4 separate regions of the Mus musculus genome follow, and all the other regions are linked to region 3. A link is a contact called in public Hi-C and promoter capture Hi-C data. All regions are on one chromosome and are shown on one strand. Each heading gives the region's core, a stretch centred on a gene start, on an enhancer-like site or on the middle of the called end of the contact. The rest is flanking DNA. Distances are from core to core; before and after follow the strand shown.

The links. Promoter capture Hi-C pulls out the DNA fragments that hold promoters and counts their contacts. A called contact is a pair of places that touch in the nucleus more often than the background predicts.
Region 1: a promoter capture Hi-C map of hippocampal neurons shows a contact between it and region 3, with 2.2 times the contacts expected there. The contact joins two enhancer-like sites. A contact is called at or near these places in 2 of 39 promoter capture datasets (the HPC-7 cell line and hippocampal neurons), 1 of 484 Hi-C or Micro-C datasets (CD4 T cells) and 2 of 115 datasets of contacts at active chromatin or transcription factors (T-cell acute lymphoblastic leukemia and microglia).
Region 2: a contact with region 3 is called in a Hi-C map of Th1 cells, with 5 times the contacts expected there. The contact joins two enhancer-like sites. A contact is called at or near these places in 1 of 39 promoter capture datasets (the 3T3-L1 cell line), 6 of 484 Hi-C or Micro-C datasets (Th1 cells, embryonic stem cells and palatal mesenchyme), 1 of 115 datasets of contacts at active chromatin or transcription factors (T-cell acute lymphoblastic leukemia) and 1 of 9 other capture datasets (embryonic stem cells).
Region 4: a Hi-C map of B cells shows a contact between it and region 3, with 7 read pairs. The contact joins the promoter of I730030J21Rik here to the enhancer-like site in region 3. A contact is called at or near these places in 2 of 39 promoter capture datasets (the C10 cell line and hippocampal neurons), 1 of 484 Hi-C or Micro-C datasets (B cells) and 3 of 115 datasets of contacts at active chromatin or transcription factors (T-cell acute lymphoblastic leukemia, bone marrow-derived macrophages and pancreatic cancer cells).

The regions. Positions count from the first base shown.
Region 1 is chr15:100,703,294-100,707,932 of GRCm38.p6, forward strand. It overlaps Galnt6 (polypeptide N-acetylgalactosaminyltransferase 6), which reads right to left. Exons shown (of 12, transcript NM_001161767.1): 5 at 818-967; 6 at 55-289. Among named protein-coding and RNA genes, the nearest start is that of Galnt6os, 9.9 kb to the left of the region's middle. Within about 2 kb of position 3,173, at least 112 of the 459 cell types and tissues checked have an H3K27ac peak or open chromatin away from gene starts, as enhancers often do. A contact at or near this core is called in the HPC-7 cell line, where this site is marked.
Region 2 is chr15:100,842,194-100,846,765 of GRCm38.p6, forward strand. No RefSeq gene overlaps it. Among named protein-coding and RNA genes, the nearest start is that of Gm35569, 10 kb to the left of the region's middle. Within about 2 kb of position 3,263, at least 79 of the 459 cell types and tissues checked have an H3K27ac peak or open chromatin away from gene starts, as enhancers often do. A contact at or near this core is called in Th1 cells, where this site is marked.
Region 3 is chr15:101,189,150-101,193,381 of GRCm38.p6, forward strand. All of the region lies in intron 1 of Acvr1b (activin A receptor, type 1B), which reads left to right. Among named protein-coding and RNA genes, the nearest start is that of Mir6962, 2.6 kb to the right of the region's middle. Within about 2 kb of position 1,827, at least 80 of the 459 cell types and tissues checked have an H3K27ac peak or open chromatin away from gene starts, as enhancers often do. A contact at or near this core is called in B cells, the HPC-7 cell line, Th1 cells and 2 more, where this site is marked.
Region 4 is chr15:100,729,661-100,734,530 of GRCm38.p6, forward strand. I730030J21Rik (RIKEN cDNA I730030J21 gene) reads right to left here and starts at 3,077. Exons shown (of 3, transcript NR_045782.1): 1 at 2,880-3,077; 2 at 2,704-2,778; 3 at 845-1,224.

The sequences.
Region 1 (4,639 bases), core at 1,923-4,422, 480 kb before region 3:
AGGCGAGTGGGTGGGCGCCAGGGTGGGGATCAGCAGCACTCGGTGAGTCCTTACTTGATGGGGTAGGTCTCATCCTTGCGTCTCTGCTTCTCGTGCTCAGGAAGCATTTCCCAGCCGAAGGTCAGGCTCCAGTCGAAGTTGCCCCGGCTGTGGGCTTTGCCTCTCTGTACTGGTCTGGAGAATTGGAAGGTATTAAGGTCGATGGTGACGATGTCTGGGCTCACCACCGCTGTCTTGTCTTCAGCAATTCGAGCCAGGAGGGGCTCCAGCCAGCCGTGAAAACACTCACCTGCAGACCCAGGCAAGAAGGTGAAGGTAAGGGGAGCCAAGCCACAGCTGAACCCTCTATCCTCAGAGGAAACTGAGAAAATGGGGTACAGGGAGGGAGGAGAGGGTGCACAGTGGGGGGCACAGGACATCTCCTGACTGGCAGAGGTGGCTTTGGCAGGAGGATGGTAGGTAGGCTTTGAGCAACTTGCCAGCACAGACCAGTGCAAATCGCCACGGACCTGGAGAGATTGCCTCCAGGGTTTCCAGCCCCCACCCCGGTGTAGGCTCCAAGATTGGCTCTCCCTCCTCCAGGACTTGTGTGTGTCAACTCCCACTGTAGAACAACTCTCCCCCGCACACTCGCCAGCCTTTGGGGGGTCTTTTTCCTTTCCTTGTTTCCAGTGGGGCAGGGGCTTCTCCTCAGGGCGCTCAGGGAAACTGTGATCACTGTGCAGGGCCAGCTAATCTGAGTACCAAGCCCCTACTAAAACACAAGGACAGGATGGCCCCAGCCCCTCCTGGCACCGGGTGGGCGTGTCCTACTCACAGTGGGCGTCCAGGAACGTGAGCACCTCTGCCTGCGCCACGCTGGCCCCCAGCAGCCTGGCTGTGATGAGCCCCTTCCGCTCCCGCTGCCGAACCACGCGCACGATCTGCAGCTGCTGAACGTACTGCTCCAGCCTCTCCTTCAGGTGCTCTGGAAGGGACACGGCCACTGTGACCAGCACCTCACTAATCCCTTGTGGGTATTACCCCCAAGTACTCCCCAAAAACTGCCCACAGAAGGTGAGGGCAGAGATGGAAAGACAGGCAGGTGGGAAACCCTGTCTGTGGCCAGGCCCCCTTGAGAACAGGCTTGCCAGCACCAACGTCTGTGGCCATCTTCCCCCATCCCCCACTCCTTGAGGTGTTGGGAATTTAAGCCAGGGCCAAGTGCTCCACCACTAAGCTACACTGCCCCGCACAGGCCTAATCTTTGACTTTATGCCCTGTGTATGGGACTCTTCAGGGAGAGTAAAACAAGCCAAGCAGATTTAAAATACTAAAAGAGACTGTGGGTAATGTTCAGCGGTAGGCGCCTGCCTAGTGTGGGGGCTTCTTTTGGCCACAGTGGATAGAGATACATTCCTAAGGACCCTGGGACTCCATCTGAAATCCTCAGGACACAGAACATAGTTTTACTTCAAAGGACTCCATTTGGAGCATCCTCCATCTTATGTCTTAACTGTTAAGTTTGACGGTCCTGGAACCTGCTCTGTAGACCAGACTGGCCTCAGATTCCCCCTGCCTCTGCCTCCCCCGTGCTGCAATTAAAAAGACATTGTATCACTTCATCCAGCTTCTGTTTTTTGAAAAAAGATTGTCAAAATTATGCACATGTGTGTATGTCTGTGTTAAAATTACACACGTAGCCGGGTATGGTGGCACACACCTTTAATTCCAGCACTCCAGAGGCAGAGGCAGGCGGATTTCTGAGTTCGAGGCCAGCCTGGTCTACAGAGTGAGTTCCAGGACAGCCAGGGCTACACAGAGAAACCCTGTCTCGAAAAAAAAAAAATGCACGTGTGTGTGTATGTGTGTGTGTGTGTGTGTGTGTGTGTGTGTGTGTGTGTGTGTGTGTGTCTGTGCCCGCAAGTACAATGATGCAGAGGATGTCGGATCCCTTGGAGCTGGAGTTAAGAGGCAGGTTTGAGGCGCCCAGTGTGCCAATCTTGGGTCCTCCAGAAACCCAGTGTATGCTTTTAATTCCTGAACAGTCCCTCCAGCCCTCCCCTAGTTCTTAACTGTAGAATGGAGGCGCATGCTGTTTTGGCAGTGGAGGATGTCTCTGACAATTGTGTCCTTCCCTTCCGATTGTGGGTTCACAATTGGGCCTTCCTCTGTACACAATGCTTTGTAAGTCACAATATCAAACACACACACACACACTTGAACACCTACTATGTGCCAGTCACTAATGCAGGTGTTTTCATGCTGGCTTCATTTCCCCATCTCTCTATTGTTGTCACTAATATCAAAGACACACACACATACACCCAAATACCTGAGCACCTACTATGTGCCAGTCACTAAAGCTGGTGCTTTCACACTGACTTCATTTCTCCATCTCTCTATGAAGCTTACACTGTGGAACAGGGCATACCTACCTACCCTAGGGTTAACAGACAAAGTCAAGACTTGGAGCTCAGGTTATCCTAGTTACCATGATGACAACAGGATCCTAACCAGCCTTTGTGAGAAGATATACCTCCTCCAGGAGCCAAGAGGGCACCCACAGGGACTTAACAAGCATGAGCAGCTTGGGTTGAGGGGATCTCTTGCCCCCACCCAACCCCTCCTAAGTTATCTCCAGTCTTTATGCTTCTCCCTGTGCCAGACCCCAAGGAGAAGAGTGTGAAAGGGATTTATTCCGCCAAGCTCCCCTTTGGTTACTGCCTGGGAGAGCAGAGCCCCAGGGAAAGAAACTACAATTTGAAACTTGAGCTCTTCTGCTTTGTCTTCTCCAGTCCTCCTGGTAGGCAAGTGTCCCTGACCCACTAGCCTTGCAAATGAAACACTTCAGGCAGTCACCCGAGAGGGGGACTTGTCTTACTCCAGAAACGGAGCCACTTGTCTCTGGTGCCAGAATCTGGCTGCTCCAATTTAGCCTTCTATGGTGGCTTCAACACTGCAATGACTTAGCAAGTGTCTGCAATGCACTGTGCGATGCTGGACCCTGGCCTTCGTAGGGAAGGCCTGCCGTCATGGGACATGTGAGCCACAACCCGGCCACAACCTGGTGTTGCTGACAGGAAGGGAGGAACCCAGCTGGGCCTTCATCCTCTCAGCAGCTCAGCGGAAGCCTCCCTGAGACCCCACTTAGTTCCCCAGAGGAAGCCTTGGTGGAGATAACTCACGGGCAAGCATCACAGGAAGCGGGCTGTGTGGTTAGACAGTGAGAAGCACTGAGCTGTGACTTCAAGGGCCCTGTGCTATACAGCTCTCCCACGCCTTCCTTCTAGTCTCAGGAGGCTGGGCTAGAGGCTGCAGGTTCTGGTCCTCAGGCCCTTGAAGGACAGTCAGACAACTCTCTGCAACAGTCCTCTGTCTGTCTATCCTACCTGCTGTTTGTCCCACCTCTGGAGTTACTGGAAAAAAAAGACCCAGGAAAGAATATAGCACAGCTGAGTAAGAGACAGGAGGGCCAGCATATGGTCCCTCAGGCTTAGTTGCCATGGTCTGCCACTACCACCCAACCTTACTCCTCAGGTCAAGAGGTAAATGCCCCTTTCTTCTACCCCATGCAGCTCACGGCTCACATGGCACAGCCCCATGGCTCATACTACACAGCCCATGGCTCACACTCCACAGCCCATAGCTCACACTCCACAGCCCATGGCTCACACTGCACAGCCCATGGCTCACACTACACAGCCCATAGCTCACACTTTGCAGCCCATGGTTCACACTGCACAGCCCATGGCTCACACTGCACAGCCCATGGCTCACATGCACAGCCCATGGCTCACACTGCACAGCCCATGGCTCACACTGCACAGCCCATGGCTCACATTCACAGCCCATGGCTCACATGCACAGCCCATGGCTCACACTGCACAGCCCATGGCTCACACTCCACAGCCCATGGCTCACACTGCACAGCCCATGGCTCACACTACACAGCCCATAGCTCACACTTTGCAGCCCATGGCTCACACTGCACAGCCCATGGCTCACACTGTACAGCCCATGGCTCACACTGCACAGCCCATGGTTCACACTGCACAGCCCATGGCTCACATTCACAGCCCATGGTTCACACTGTGCAGCCCACAGCTCACACTGCGCAGCCCATGGCTCACACTGCACAGCCCATGGCTCACATGCACAGCCCATGGCTCACACTGTGCAGCCCACAGCTCACACTACACAGCCCATGGCTCATACTGTGCACCCAGGACTTCCCTCCTAACTTCGCAGTCTTCACTTGGATGTCTGACAGAAAGCTAACTTACCTCAAACCTGAACAAAACTCTGCACCTCAGTCCATGCCCTACCCCATATCCCCACATGACCTCAGCACCAGCACCCGTTATCCACTCCACCCTGAGCCAAGCTGAGTTCTCCCTGCCCCTTCCCTACCGGATTAGTTTTTAACCTGTTCCTATGGTCGCCTTAGTTATAACAGTCAACTGCTCTTCCAGACTCTTCTCCATATTGTCTCCCAGAATGTTCTAGATATGGAAGCAACCTTAAACTGCAGTTTTCTGGCCTGGGAGGCAGAGGCAGGTGGATCTCTGAATTTGGGGCCAGTCTGGTCTACGAGTGAGTTCCAGGACAGCCAGGGCTACACAGAGAAACCCTGCCTTGAAAAACACCAAAACCAAAC
Region 2 (4,572 bases), core at 2,013-4,512, 350 kb before region 3:
CCAACAGTAGCAGTCTCAACAGAGAGCCCAGTAGCTGGTCAGTCCCCGAGGCTTGGGGACCTCAGCACCCCCAGTCTGGCTTAAGGGATTCCTGGAGAGCTGCTGGCCTTAAAGAAACTTGGGTTGTGACAGCAGGGATGGAATCCAGCGATAGCAGTGGTATCGAGGTGACAGCGGCAGAGGCAGCGGCAGCAGGATGAGCCTGTCTCACCAGCAAAGACAAGGGAAAAGAAGCAGAAGCCAAGCTTTCCGTGTCGGACCTCACTGAGTCTGACTGCCGGCAGAAGGTTGGTGTGGCTCCTCTCATTTTAAATAACCAGGGCAGGGGCTGGAGAGGTGGCTCAGTGGTTAAGAGCACTGACTGCTCTTCCAGAGGTCCTGAGTTCAATTCCCAGCAACCACATGGCGGTTCACAACCATCCTTAATGGACATCTGATGCCGTCTTCTGCTGTGTCTGAAGACAGTGACAGTGTACCCACATATGGCCGAAGTGGGGCCGAAGTGAGCAGGGCTGGAAAAAGAAATAATAACCAGGGCAGGAAAATCCCTATGGGCAGCCAACCGGCTTGCCTTTGAGTTGATCCCAGATCCAGTTAAGTTGGCAACTCACATTATCCATTATAGAGGCTGGAAATCCTAACAGCATGCCCCAGATTCCTAAGAGGGCTGGCTCCCCATTGGCTGTCACCGAATGACAGACAAAGGATATGACAGGGACCATGTCACCAGGAAGTCAGGGACCTGAGCAGAAGAGGATCAGCCTTTCATAACAACAGCCCTCTTGCAGACACCTCCAGCCACACTGGAAATGCTTTCATCCTTTCCAAGGGCTGCACCATCAGCCAACTCAAGGTCCAGTATTCCTGCCTGTGCATAGAGACCCTAATCCCTAACACACAAACATCTAAGTCATGGCACTTTTTTTTTTCTTTTAGTAATGAGGATTGAACCCAGGACCTCACACAAGCTGGGCAATTGTTCTATTACTGAGTCTCATCCTACCCTGTGTTTTAAGAAGCCCTTCCTTACTCTCTGCCACTACAGATCAATACCTTATTCATTTACCTGTGTGTGTGTGTATTTGTGTGTGCATGTGTATGAGTGTATGTATTTGTGTGTGTACATATATTTGTGTATGTGTGTATGTATTTGTGCATGTATATTTGTGTATATATATATTTGTGTGTGTATGTATATTTGTGTGTGTATTTGTATGTGTATGTATATTTGTGTATGTATTTGTGTGTGTATTTGTATGTATATGTATATTTGTGTATGTATTTGTGTGTGTATTTGTATGTGTATGTATATTTGTGTATGTATTTGTGTGTGTGCATTTGTGTGTGTGTATATGTGTGTGTTGTTTGTTTTTTTGAGCAGGGTGTTTCATTGGCCTGAGTCACAACATAGACCATGCTGGCTGGCCAGAGAGCTCCTGGGAGCCTGTATTCCCCTCCCCAGCACTGGGATGATAGCTTATCATTGTTCTATTGCTATGAAGAGACACCATGAGCAAGACAACTTTTATAAAGGAAGGCATTTAATTGGAGGTGTGTTTATAGTTTTAGACTATAGTTATAGTCCATTATCATGGTGGGAAGCGTGGTGGGATACAGGCAGGCATGGTGCTGAAGAAGTAGCTGAGAGCTACATCCTGATTGGCAGCAGCAGCAGCAGGTGCATGAGAGACAGAGACAGAGACAGACAGAGAGAGAGAAAGAGACAGAGAGAGAGACAGACAGAGACAGAGACAGAGACAGAGAGACAGAGAAAGACAGAAACAGAAACACACACACAGAGACACAGACAGAGAGAGACAGAGAGACAGAGACAGACAGAGACAGAGAGAGACAGAGACACACATAGACAGAGACAGAGTCAGAGAAAGAGAGAGACAGAAACACACACAGAGACAAAGAGACAGAGACATACAAAGAGAGAGACAGAAAGACACAGAGAGACACAGAGACAGAGATGGAGATAGATAGACAGAGAGACAGACAGACACAAACATAGAGACATAGACAGAGAGACAGAAACACAGACAGAGGCTGGACCTGATGTGTTCTCATGAAATCTCCAAATCCACTCCCAGTGTCATACCTACTCCAACAAGGCCACATCTCTAATCTTTCCCAGTTTACCAACAGATGACTTAAGCGTTCAAGTATATCAGTCTATGGGGCCATTCTCATTCAACTCACTACGGGTGGCGACCATAACCAGCATGTCTGTGGGGGTTGGAGCTATCACTCATGCTTGTGTGGCAAGCCCCTTACTGAGTCACCTCCCGGCTCTGGCAGGCTTTTTGAGTGTTTACTCCCGACTTCCCATCCTCCCGAAGTACAGCATATAGCTGTGGGTGAGGTCACAGGTAACCTTCCTTCCCCAGCCAATCAGCATCAAGGGTTGTCTGCTGACTAAGTTCTTGAGGACGCTTTCAGTTTATGTTGTCATCTACTTTGGACTTTTGGGACATACTACATAGCCCCTAGGCTGACTTTGAACTCATGACCCTTCTGCTTCCCAAGTGCTGGGGTTACAGATCCCCATAGCCTCTACACACAGAGATACGCACACATTTCCATCTTGGCCAAAGATTATAAGAAGAAATTCTGTGACCCACGCCAGCTTCTTGCTCATAGAGGAGTGGGCGATCGGGCCTCGATCCTCCTCCTTGCCTGCTGACTGGTGTGGAAGCCATAGCAGCCGTTTTCTATCAAAACTGCAGCAGAGACTGAAGACCCTGTTGAATGGAGGCTGCTGATAGCAGAGCCAGTACTGATTCTGGGGATAGGTCGCCATAGTATCCCGCGGGCAGTAGAATGAACAAACAAGACCCTTAGAGAGAAGACAGTTGGCATTCTGACCGTACACAGTGGGTAGGCGGCCAGCCACGGGCCCAGGCCGAGCAGGCCTAGCAGGAGGCACACGGCTGAGCAACAGCTGTGAGCATGTGTCAGCTCACCACAGACTTTGACTCCACTCACCCAGAGGGCATTTTTCCCGCTCTTGCTGCCCCTGACCTTCTGGCCCCCAGCCTTCCGGACCCTGCCTGGGAAGAGAAAGCCCAGTTTGTGTATCTTGACACTCAGTAGCAGCTCTGCCCCCCACCGCCCTGGCCCTGGTCGGGGGAATTCATACACAGCTTGGGAATAAGCTGCCCCAGCTGGGAAACTAGACCCCTGCCTGCTTTAGTGACAGTTGTCACAGAGAAACAGGATGTCTGAAACCACACCAAAGAATAGTGTGTTCTTCGGAGGCTGGCGTCTGACACTGTGAGGGAGGAAGTGAGCTCTCCGAGGGAGCACGGTGGCAGATGGGAGAGGTCAAGAGGCTGCTGCGGAAAAGAGAGAAGAGCAGGGCGCTCCCCCCATTTCCAAGAAGGTTTGCGCCCCCTCGCCCAAACCTCCCCCAAATATCTCTTTGGGGGTCTTTGAGTTCCCAGAGAGTGAATGTGGACAAAGTTAGTCCCAATCTCTCCCAGCAGGGAGTCCTGAGCACCCGCCAAGAACACAGTCTGTGCTGGCAGTTCGCGTTCACAGCTCAGGGCCTGTCTTGACTCCCAGGTCACAGAGGCAACAATATAGACCTGTTACTGTATCTACTGCCGCAACTGTGGCGTGATATGGCGCGGAGGGGGCTGGGGGTGGGGGCGGAGAGGGGGGCGCTGGGATTTTGAGGGGGAGATTCAGGACTGCTAATTCTACAGGGTGTATTGACTGAGTTCATAATTAAACATAATGCCGATTTTACATCAGTCATCAGGATTTGCTTTTGGGTTTTTTTTTTTTTTCTCACGTTGAGGTTTATAGTTCCCTCAGTTCTATCCACAGATGGTTGGTTCAGACTTCCATGTGTACTTCGACAATAGAAGACACAAAACACAACAGCTGTCCCAGACACATGCTTTCCAACATGGCTCTGCAGAGTGACTGAGGGGACCAGGGGCTCAGCCTCTGTCCTGACACAGCAGCTTTGGGCACTCGGCAGGTATCCAGGTCATGATGTGTCCCCTGGTAGGGCCACACTAAGAGTCCTGTTCCCCGTTGGCTTGCAGCTTGTGTTCACAGTTGACTCTGATTGGCAGTGCCCCCGGCTGATTATAATTCTTTACTTTTTGAGTATTTTTTCACACTACTTTTAAAGAAGCAAGTGTGTGTACAGATCAAAGGGCCCATTGCAGAGGTTGACTCTCTCCTACCCTATGGGTCCACATGTCATCCAGGGATCATCACGCTTGGAGACAAGTGCCTTGGACCTCTGAGCTGCCTCAGTGGCCACCTTTTAAGGTTTTGGACAACTTTGAAATAGCTCCAAATTCACAGAGAAATTGCAAAATAGTTGAGAGATCCCCGGCACAAGTGTGATGCGTATTTATCAAGTTTGAACATTTTGTTGTGTTTCGTTCTCTCTGGTCTCTTTTGTATGCAGATATAACTGTATATATTATATAGAGACTACTGAATTCACCAACGTTAAGAAGTGGGGACATATGTTTCCTTTCTCACTTTATAATAATCTCTCTCTCTCTCTCTCTTTCTCTCTCTCCCTCTCTCTCTCTCTCTGTG
Region 3 (4,232 bases), core at 577-3,076:
CTCAGTGAGGTCTTTTGGTGAGAGCATTAAGAATGGATATGACCTGCTGGAGGTAGAATTATGGGGGTTTAACTGGGAAGGTGTCTCCAGTGGTTCTGACAGTTAGGAGTCCTGGGCAGTGTCACAGGGACACTGCAGAACACTATGGGTTCTCTAGGACAACTGGGTTTGTAAGGTTGCTTACCGTTTGTGAGCCCCATACCTTCTCTAAGGCCTTGTTCCACTATGTCTGCCTCAGCTCTGAGCTGTGTGGAGACCACATAACAGAGAATGCAGATCACAGAAGAGTGGACTCTTGCTAATGTTATCAGTTGAGCATCACAGCATCTGAGAAAGCCAGCTTCATGTCTTTGTGTTATCCCTAGTGAACTTACTTAAATGGCTTAGTAGTGAAACTCTTACCTAGCTCGCCTGAGGCCCTGGATTCTGAAAATATCAGCCTGTCAGAAAAGCACACCCATCAGATACAACCCTGAGAGGTGCCCGTAACAAACACCAAAAAGCTGTAGGGAGGTTGGGCGAGGGCCAGGGAAGAAGTGGTGGGCCCTGATGCTGTAGGCTGCTGTTGCTCACACGGTGTATAGTGGGGTTAGAAACTGCAGCGTGGGGGCTGCACAAACCCCCGCATGCACTGTCCTGATAGACTGTCCAGTGTCCCTAAGGAGTAATGAATAAACTAAGGACCATGGTCGCTCTAGCTTTCAGAGCTAGAGAACTGGTTGTGTTCATAACCAATTCTTGGACAGAACAGGCTGCTGTGTAGCGTGCTCCTAACTTTCTGAGGTTTTGGGTATCCCCTGCGATATCTTGTGGCACTGTGAGTCTAAGGCTCTGTAGTGGTTCCTGAGACTTCCCAGCTGAGCGCAGCCTGAGCCTCTGTGTCCTCCTGACACAGGAGACTGTGTGTACAGCACACAGAAGCCAGAGTCAGCTCATCCTGGGACTTGGCTTTTCTCAAAACAACCTTTTTCTGAATCAGATTTGCATTCACATCCTACCACAAACCACCTTCTAGTCAGACAGACTTTGACCCATGCTGTAGTCCTGTCGAGGTGGTTTTGTCTCAAGTTCAGTTCTGACTAATTAGACTCATCAATAACAGAGTCTGTGCTGTGGAGAGAGGGCTCGTGTTCTGACACCCCCCCCCATTTGATTGGCCATTTGATTTATTTTTATATATTTCAAAATGCCGGGGACCGAGCCCAGGGCCTTGCATGTGTGAGACAGGCCTCTCATCTGCTGACTTGTTCACACAGTGAGTTGGTGCCTCTGTGGTAGTCACTGCTCGTGCTTGCTGATAGAGTAGGGAGTGTTTTAGGTGACTGTGTTGTTGTACACACGTGCAGGTGACCCTGTGGCAGTACACATGTGTGCAGGTGACCCTGTGGCAGTACACATGTGTGCAGGTGACCCAGTGGCAGTACACGTGTGTGAGGTGGCCCTGTGGCAGTACACATGTGTGCAGGTGACCCAGTGGCAGTACACGTGTGTGAGGTGGCCCTGTGGCTGTGCACATGTGTGCAGACTTTTGACCTGATGAGTCATGATGAAACATGACAAGAGGCTGTTGTCATTAGCCCGGATTTAGCTTTTCAGAAAGAATTAAATTTAGGATATGAATTTATAGTAAGTTCAGCATATGCTTATAATTTTATTATTGCTTCTTCTGTTTCAGTGAAGAGTATTAGCAGATGAGTGGTGAGTGCACGTGTCTTTAAAGGACACAGCAGACTGACTGAGACAAGTGCTCTGGACCTAGACCAGAGGGAAGAGAGCTTGTAGCTAGCGAGAACGTGATGTCATCTTCTTCACTTCCTTTTTCCGGTTGATCAGGAGGAAAATGAAGTGCAGAGATAGTCAATGACTTCCTGAAGCCACACAGTCCCACAACCATGCAGCGAGCTAGCAATTTCCTCTGAGACTGTGGCTCACCTCTTCCTAGTCATTGTTAAGAAATATTTTCCTTGTTGGGGTTGTTTTCTTTCAATTTTTACATTAAAAGGGAGGTTCATATGTAAAGTATATTACTATATATAATGTTTATATGTTGTGTGAGCCTTATTAACAGTCCTTCACAGCTTCAGCCCAAAAGAGACTGTCACAGTTAGGGTAACTGTGTGCTCCAGGTCATGTGGCTAGTATTGGAACTAGCACTTGAGGTTCAGGTCTCTGTGACCTGTTGCTCTGTGATGCCCACTGTCCCTCCTGCTATGGTAGATTCAGATCCTTCCAGGGTGCGGGTATGGCGATGGTTATCTTCACAGTGTGTCTGCTTGGGCTTGCCGCTCATCTGTAAAAAGCAAAGGTGAACACAGTGAGAGTGGGGTGAGCCTTGCTCAGGGTAGCCACAGCACTTGGCAGGCGCTTGGCTAACTTCCCTCTTGTCTCTGTAAGATAAACGGTGTTTGCTGGTTGGATAGTGGAGACCTAGATAGGCTCAGGGACTTGCCTGCCTGCTTGGCCCGCTCCTTATTGCAGGCCCACATGGCCCACTTCCCAGCTGATCCTGGGCCCTTCAGCATAGATTTCACCACTTCTGTTCTTTCCTGCCTTACACCAGGCCTGCTTAAGTACTTCCCAAAAATAATGAGCCATGTGTGGGCGTGGTCATTCTCCAGAATGAATCACTGTGAGCGAGGCCAGCATCACCGAAGGGGGAACAGCTATCGGGAACCAGAGACTCCCGTCTCCTCTGCCCCACTAATTGATGGACTCTGAGGTGACTGCTTTTGAAAAGGCCGTGTGTCTCACTCGGCTCAGAATAGTCATCTCTTGAAGTTGTTAATTTTCCCTTTCTTGCTTCCCAAAATAGACCCAATGCTGTTGTCTTTGCTGGACGTCACAACACGGTGCTGAGAGGTGCTCCCTGTGGGGAACCCCTAAGGGACACAAAGGGACTTGTCAAAGGCGCCTTCTTGGATTAGCAGGACTCCAAAGGAAGAAAAGGGGGTCTTGCCAAGTTTTCTGAGGCTTGAATAAATTTTAAGTTCTTAAGAGGAGTAAGACAGAGCCTGGCTTAGTAGCCCAGGCCTGTGATCCCAGCACTGTGGAGGCTAGGGGGTGGAGAGTTCAAGGCCAGCTGGTTACTTAGTGAAAACTGTCTCAAATACAGTAACCAATAGGAAAACAAACAAAAACAGACCGAGCGAGAAATTTCACCCACAAGTTTGGGAGGAAGATCTGAGGCTTTTTTAGTCGTGGAGCTAGAAGAGTAGAGTGAGTTCCAGGGGAGCTTCCTGTGGAAATTGCTTTCATGACCGATCTGCTCGCAGTCCCTACTTCACACTCTCTGTCTGTGAGAGATGGTACAGCCCAAGCTGCTCCCGGGCAGCTGTGTGCTTGGGAATTCATCTCAAGAAGATAGAGATCTCCTCACACACTGTAAAGAATACAGCAGGCCCTGCCTGTATGGAAAAGCTTCCGTCTACCTGCCTGCCTCACAGTGCTGCCTCATACCCTGTGTCCTTGTGTCCCTGTGTCCTTGAGTGGGAACAGCAGAGGGGTTGCCTCATTGATAGACACTCTGAGGTAGCTTGGGTTGTCTGGGGTATGCAGAGTGAGCGATGACTTCCAGAGTAGAAGAAGAGATGAGGATAGGCTTTTCTAGCCTGGGCTTCTGTTTGGATTGGGCCCAAGCCTTTCTGTTTTAGCGGCTTAGTGTGCAGGTCTTCCCACGGCGGGTGTGCCATGGAGGCCTTGCCCCTTTCCCTCTGTCTCCTGGTGGGCGAGCAAGCACTTCATTCAGCACTCAGCTTCAGTGCCAGCTTCAGTATTGTAGCCAGAGCTACATTCCTGCCCATCCCGGGAGGTCAGGGCTAGGTTAGGCTTGGGGGAGACAGTAGAGGAGCACCAACTGTCTGCGCTATTCTTGTTAGTCAGATAAATAAAGGATTGCAGCTTTGAGAGGCGCCAGGTTCATCTGCAGTGATTTCCTGTTGGGGGCACACACTTCAGTGTGATCCATACCCAGCAAAGTCATCAACCCCAGTGAGGACTGTGTATTCAGCGTGGATGAAAAGTGCTTGCGTGTGGTTGTGTGCGTGTGTGTGTGTGTGTGTGTGTGTGTGTGTGTGTGTAGCACACAGTGGGTGTGCGTATGCATGCCAGGTGCTGCTCAGGGGCCTTTCAGGCCCTGCTGGCTTAAGTTTATTAAACACTTTTATGTGCATGAGTTCACGTTGTCCTCACAGTGACTTTGTGAAGCAGGCATTCAGATTCTCTATGGAGAGCAC
Region 4 (4,870 bases), core at 1,827-4,326, 460 kb before region 3:
GCTGCGGACCTCAGAGCCCGAGGCCAGCAGCTCTCAGGGCGGGCTGGGCGGCAGCGAGCCCCGAGGCTCTGTCCCAGGCGTCTGAGGTTGTGAACAGATAACTTCCCCTCCCATCTAACTGCCAACTGGCAAGTGCCCGGCCTCACCCAGCCAAATCCCAGCCTCAGTACCTAACTCCTGCTATCCAAGGGTAGGGTCAGTGGGAGGTTGCCGAGTGAGGTTCAGAAATGCGGTCCGGACACGCAGAACACCTTCGAGGTGGTTAGAAATGCAGATTTAGGTTTGGCACAATCCTAAAACCTAGCTCCGGAAGGCGGAGGCAGGGAGATCTTGAGTTCCAGGCCAACCTGAGCTACATAGGAGATCGCGTCTCAATAAATACAAATAAATATATAAATAACAAAAATTACTTAAACTCGCGTCTGATTCTGAGTCGTCCTGCCACCTAGACAGTGGCTGCTCATGGGTTCTGAGCCTACCATCCTGACGTAATTTTCTTATCCTAGTTCTGAATTCCTGGTGATTTGGAAACTTTCTTTTCGTGTGGTTTTAAAGAAGGGTTTTATTTACTCATTTATATGCATGTGGCCCTCCTAGCACACAGCCAGAGGTGTAATCCCTCAGAGCTGGTTAGAGGCAGATGCCTGGCTTTACAGGGGTGATGGGACCTGAACCCCGAGCTATACAGCAGTGAGCAGCAATTGCTCTTCACCAACAAACCATCTCTCCAGCCCTCATGTGTGTTTTCTGAGAAAGAGTCTCAAGTGGACAAAGGTAGTCTTGAACTCCCTACATAATATAGTTGAGTTTTGGCTTTTTTAAAAAAAAAAAAAACTACTTTATTAGGTTCTTATACGTCTACCTCCCGACTTTTATTACAAACCCCAACAGTAGGTTGGAGAGAAAGAAGTTAGAGGAGAAAGGGGGTGTATATAGACTACTTCTTGATGATTAGGGGTTCTGGTTCTCTGGGGCAAGATAGATAGGTATAGACACACACACAACACACACACACACACTCATTCCCACAACATAACTGGGTTTTAAAAGAAACCAAAATTCTCCATAGACTCGAGGATGGCCTTGTGCTCCTGATCCTCTGGCCTCGGCGTCTGCAGCTCTGAGATTACAGAAGTGATGTACCATGATCCCCAAGTTCGGATGCTTTCTGGTAGACATTGATCCCAGCATTTCGGAAGCAGGAGGATGCAGGAGGATCTGTGGCTGCAGACAACACAGTGAAAGGAAGCTTGAGATGAATATCGATACTCTGCCTCCAAAAAACAAACAAACACCACGGGGGGGGGGGGGGGAAATGGAATGGATCTTTCTGTTTTGGTTGATGTTAAAATGGCTTTGCAGTTTTGAGTCTCTAAGGCTCAGGGGCCAGGACCCAGCACCCCTGTCGTTGAATTGAGCGCTCAGAGGGGACCAGAGGCATTCTGGGAAGGCCAGGAGATCACAGCGGGGAAGTTTACTGAGCTTGCTTACTTAGGTGAAGGGTGACACTTTACCAGGCTTTGGGATCACCAACATTTCCTGCTGCAGATAATGGGCCGCCGCTGTCTTTGCTTCTCGTCCCTTGGGTGTGAGACTCGGTGGTTTGGCCTTTGCTCCCACCTCCCTTTCACTTAGCTCTTCGACCTTCAGCACTGTGTGATCTTAGTCAGGTCCCAACTTGACCTGAGGGACCTCAGACTGCTCCAGGGTAGGCTCATGACCTCTTACTCTGCCTTGGAGCGTGAAAGAGACTGTTTGGCTTTTCGAGGAGTGCCAGCCGATGTGTGTACCTCAAATTCTGAAGCTGTTATTAATGAGTTCACTTTGGGAATAAGAAGTTGATTAGCGTTCATTAGTTATGGGAAACAAAGGTTTCATTATGACACTTCGTAGATGTATATATAATGCACTTTGATCATTTTCAATCTGTTTCTTTTAGTGATTTGTGTGTGTGTGTTGTACATGCAGGTCAGAGGTCATCTATCTATCTATCTATCTATCTATCTATCTATCTATCTATCTATCTATCTGATTCAGAATCTCTCTAAGTAACCCTAGCTGTCTGAGAATTCATTATGTAAATCAGGCTGGCTTCAAACTCAGAGATCCACCTGCCTCTACCTCTCTAGTGTGGGGATTAAAGGTGTGAGCCACCCCCCCTTTCATTTTTGCATTTCAAGAAAAGGCCTCCTGTAGCTAGCCAAGCTGGTCTCAATCCTCGTGAGTCAGCCTCTCAAGTGCTGGGATTAGACAAATGAACCACCATGCCTGACTATGATTTTAAAGGTGACTTAAGTCTTCATAATGACTAGCTGTCTAATTTGGAGGTGCCTGCTGTAGACTTATCCCTAAAACACTGCGTTCTCTCCTAGCAGGGGTTGGGGAGGGCTCCCTTCCCCACTGCATGGGAAGGTTCTGATGCACCACAGGGCAGAAGGGGACACCCTGACCTCCGCTGGTGGCAGCCCACTTAAAATTTGGCTTTCATTAATTGAACACGGTGACACACACCTCCAATCCAAGCAGCTGAGAGAGGGAGACAGGAGGATCAGGGTTCAAGGTCACTGTTGGCTAAATAAGTTTGAGACCATTGTGGGCTGCATGAGACCCTAACTCAAAAAGGGGGGAGGGGCATCGATGTGTCTCAGCAGGTGAAAGCACTTGTGCAACCTCTGATCCCTGAGTTTAGTCCCCAGAACTTACATGGTAAGAGAATCGATTCCCAAAAGTTGTCCTTGTTCTCCACACAAGCACCCACACTCACTCACACCCACGGTACTAATAAAGAAAAGAAAAGAACATGATTTCTGTTAAATGACAAGTTTATATGTGTACTAAATAAAGGGAAAATCGGGCACCAGGACAAGATGCCTCCCAACCTGCTGTCCGGCTCCTGAAGAAGTCATCCACACATGCTCACAACCATCCTTAGGCACTTCTGAGGTGGCAGGCTCAGATTCTCTCAGCTGCAAGGACTTGAGATGGGCCTTCCTAGAAGCTTTGTAAATTTCATTATCTTCCCGCACAGGCTGCTGTTTGTTGCTCTACCATTTAGGTTCTGGTTTGGAGTGCTCTGCACTTCCGTCTCCTTTTTTCTTTTTTTCAAGGGGCTTCCCCACCATAGCGCAGGAAGTTCAGTGAGGAGCAGATCTGCTGAAGCAGAGAGACAAGGCAGCTTTGTGAGCTGGTGACGTCAGTTCTGCCCCTTATGGCTCCCTTCCTCCCACTCTCAGGCCCTGGAGAGAGACAGCGGCTTCTGAGTGTGGCAGACTCAGGGGAGGGGAGTCTTGCCCTTCACAGAGAGGGCTAGCCTCTTATCCAGAAACACTTGTGGGGGCCAGGCGAGGTGCCTCTGTGGGGAAAAGTACAATCCCAATGAGCTGAGTTTGATCCCCAGATACCACACCAGCATAGGCCAGAAATCACAGAAGTGTGATGATGTAGGTTAGAAGTGCGGACTGGGTTAAGGGCACTGACTGTTCTTCCAGAGGAACGGAGTTCAAATCCCAGCACCCACATGGCAGCTTACAACTGTCTGTAACTCCAAGATCTGACGTGCCCACATAGATGTACATGCAGGCAGAATGCCAGTGCACATAAAATAAAGGGTAAATAAACTTTTAAAAAAGTCAGGAGGTTAAAGGTCGTCTTGACTGCAAAGTAAGTTTGAGGCCAGCCTAACAAAACCAAAAATCTGAAGCCAGTGGCGTATACTGTAATCCCAGTGTCTGGGAGTTGGAAGCAAGAGAGATCCGGAGTCCTTGGCTACATCCAGGCCAGACTCAGGAACATGAGACCCTATCTCCAAACCAAACCAGAACCCAACTCTAAAACAACAGCCAAAACCCAAAACAAAGTGCGGTTTGTTTATTTTTTTAATGCTTTTAGTCTCTGGTAAATAATAAACAACACTACCTTCTAATCCTACAGTGTTGTTGGTGGCTTTCTCCTTCCTTCCTTCCTTCCTTCCTTCCTTCCTTCCTTCCTTCCTTCCTCTTCCTTCCTTCCTTCCTTTAAAGATTGTTTTGTTATGGTTGTTGGTGCTTTGAAATAGGGTTTTTATTTATATACAACTCAAGCTGGCCTAGAGCTGCTCTGTGGTGTCCACCAGAGATGACTGCGCACACACAGTTTAAACCGATACGAAGTCTATTAGCCGGCCCCGGCCAGCAGGACACTGGGTGTTATAACGAGATCCCTGTGTAGCCAAGTCTTTTCTCTTTAAGGATAAAAACCACATTCTGTTGACACATTTCAGTTAGCAAGAACAGTTAGCTAGAAGCAGAACTACAGAAGCCAAAGCAAGGTTAGTACGCTCTGAGACTTTCCCAGAGCCGTGGACTTAGGTGGATTAGGTCTGTTTTAGTTGCAGGTGGTGCTGTCTACGGGCTGAGTTTCACACTCTGGATGGTGCTTCCATCACGGGGTCAACTGTGCTAAGATCTGTGGCCCTGTCACAGGGTTACATCCTCCTGCCTCAAACAGTGGGGTACCACCGTATCTGGCCTCTAAATACTGTTGAAGTCTGCTGTGCTGGCCTCTGTGTGAGCACAGGTACACGGAGATACAAAGACAGGCAAGCCTTCGCTCTTTTCTAGATCCCAGTGGTCAGACTGGGGAGCCTGACGGTTATAAGAGGATTTAAGCCTGGGTAGAGGTCAGTACTAGAGTATAGCAAATGAGATATTTGTCTTATGTGGAAAATTTAGGGGGCAAAGTACCCAATAATCAAGAGAAATGTGTATTTATATATGTGAGAGACAAGGTTTTGTGCAGTTCAGGTTGGCCTGGAATTCATTATTTAGACAAAGATGTTGTTGAACTTGTGATTCTCCTGCCTTTTGCTTCCAGGTGATAAGATTGCAGGCAC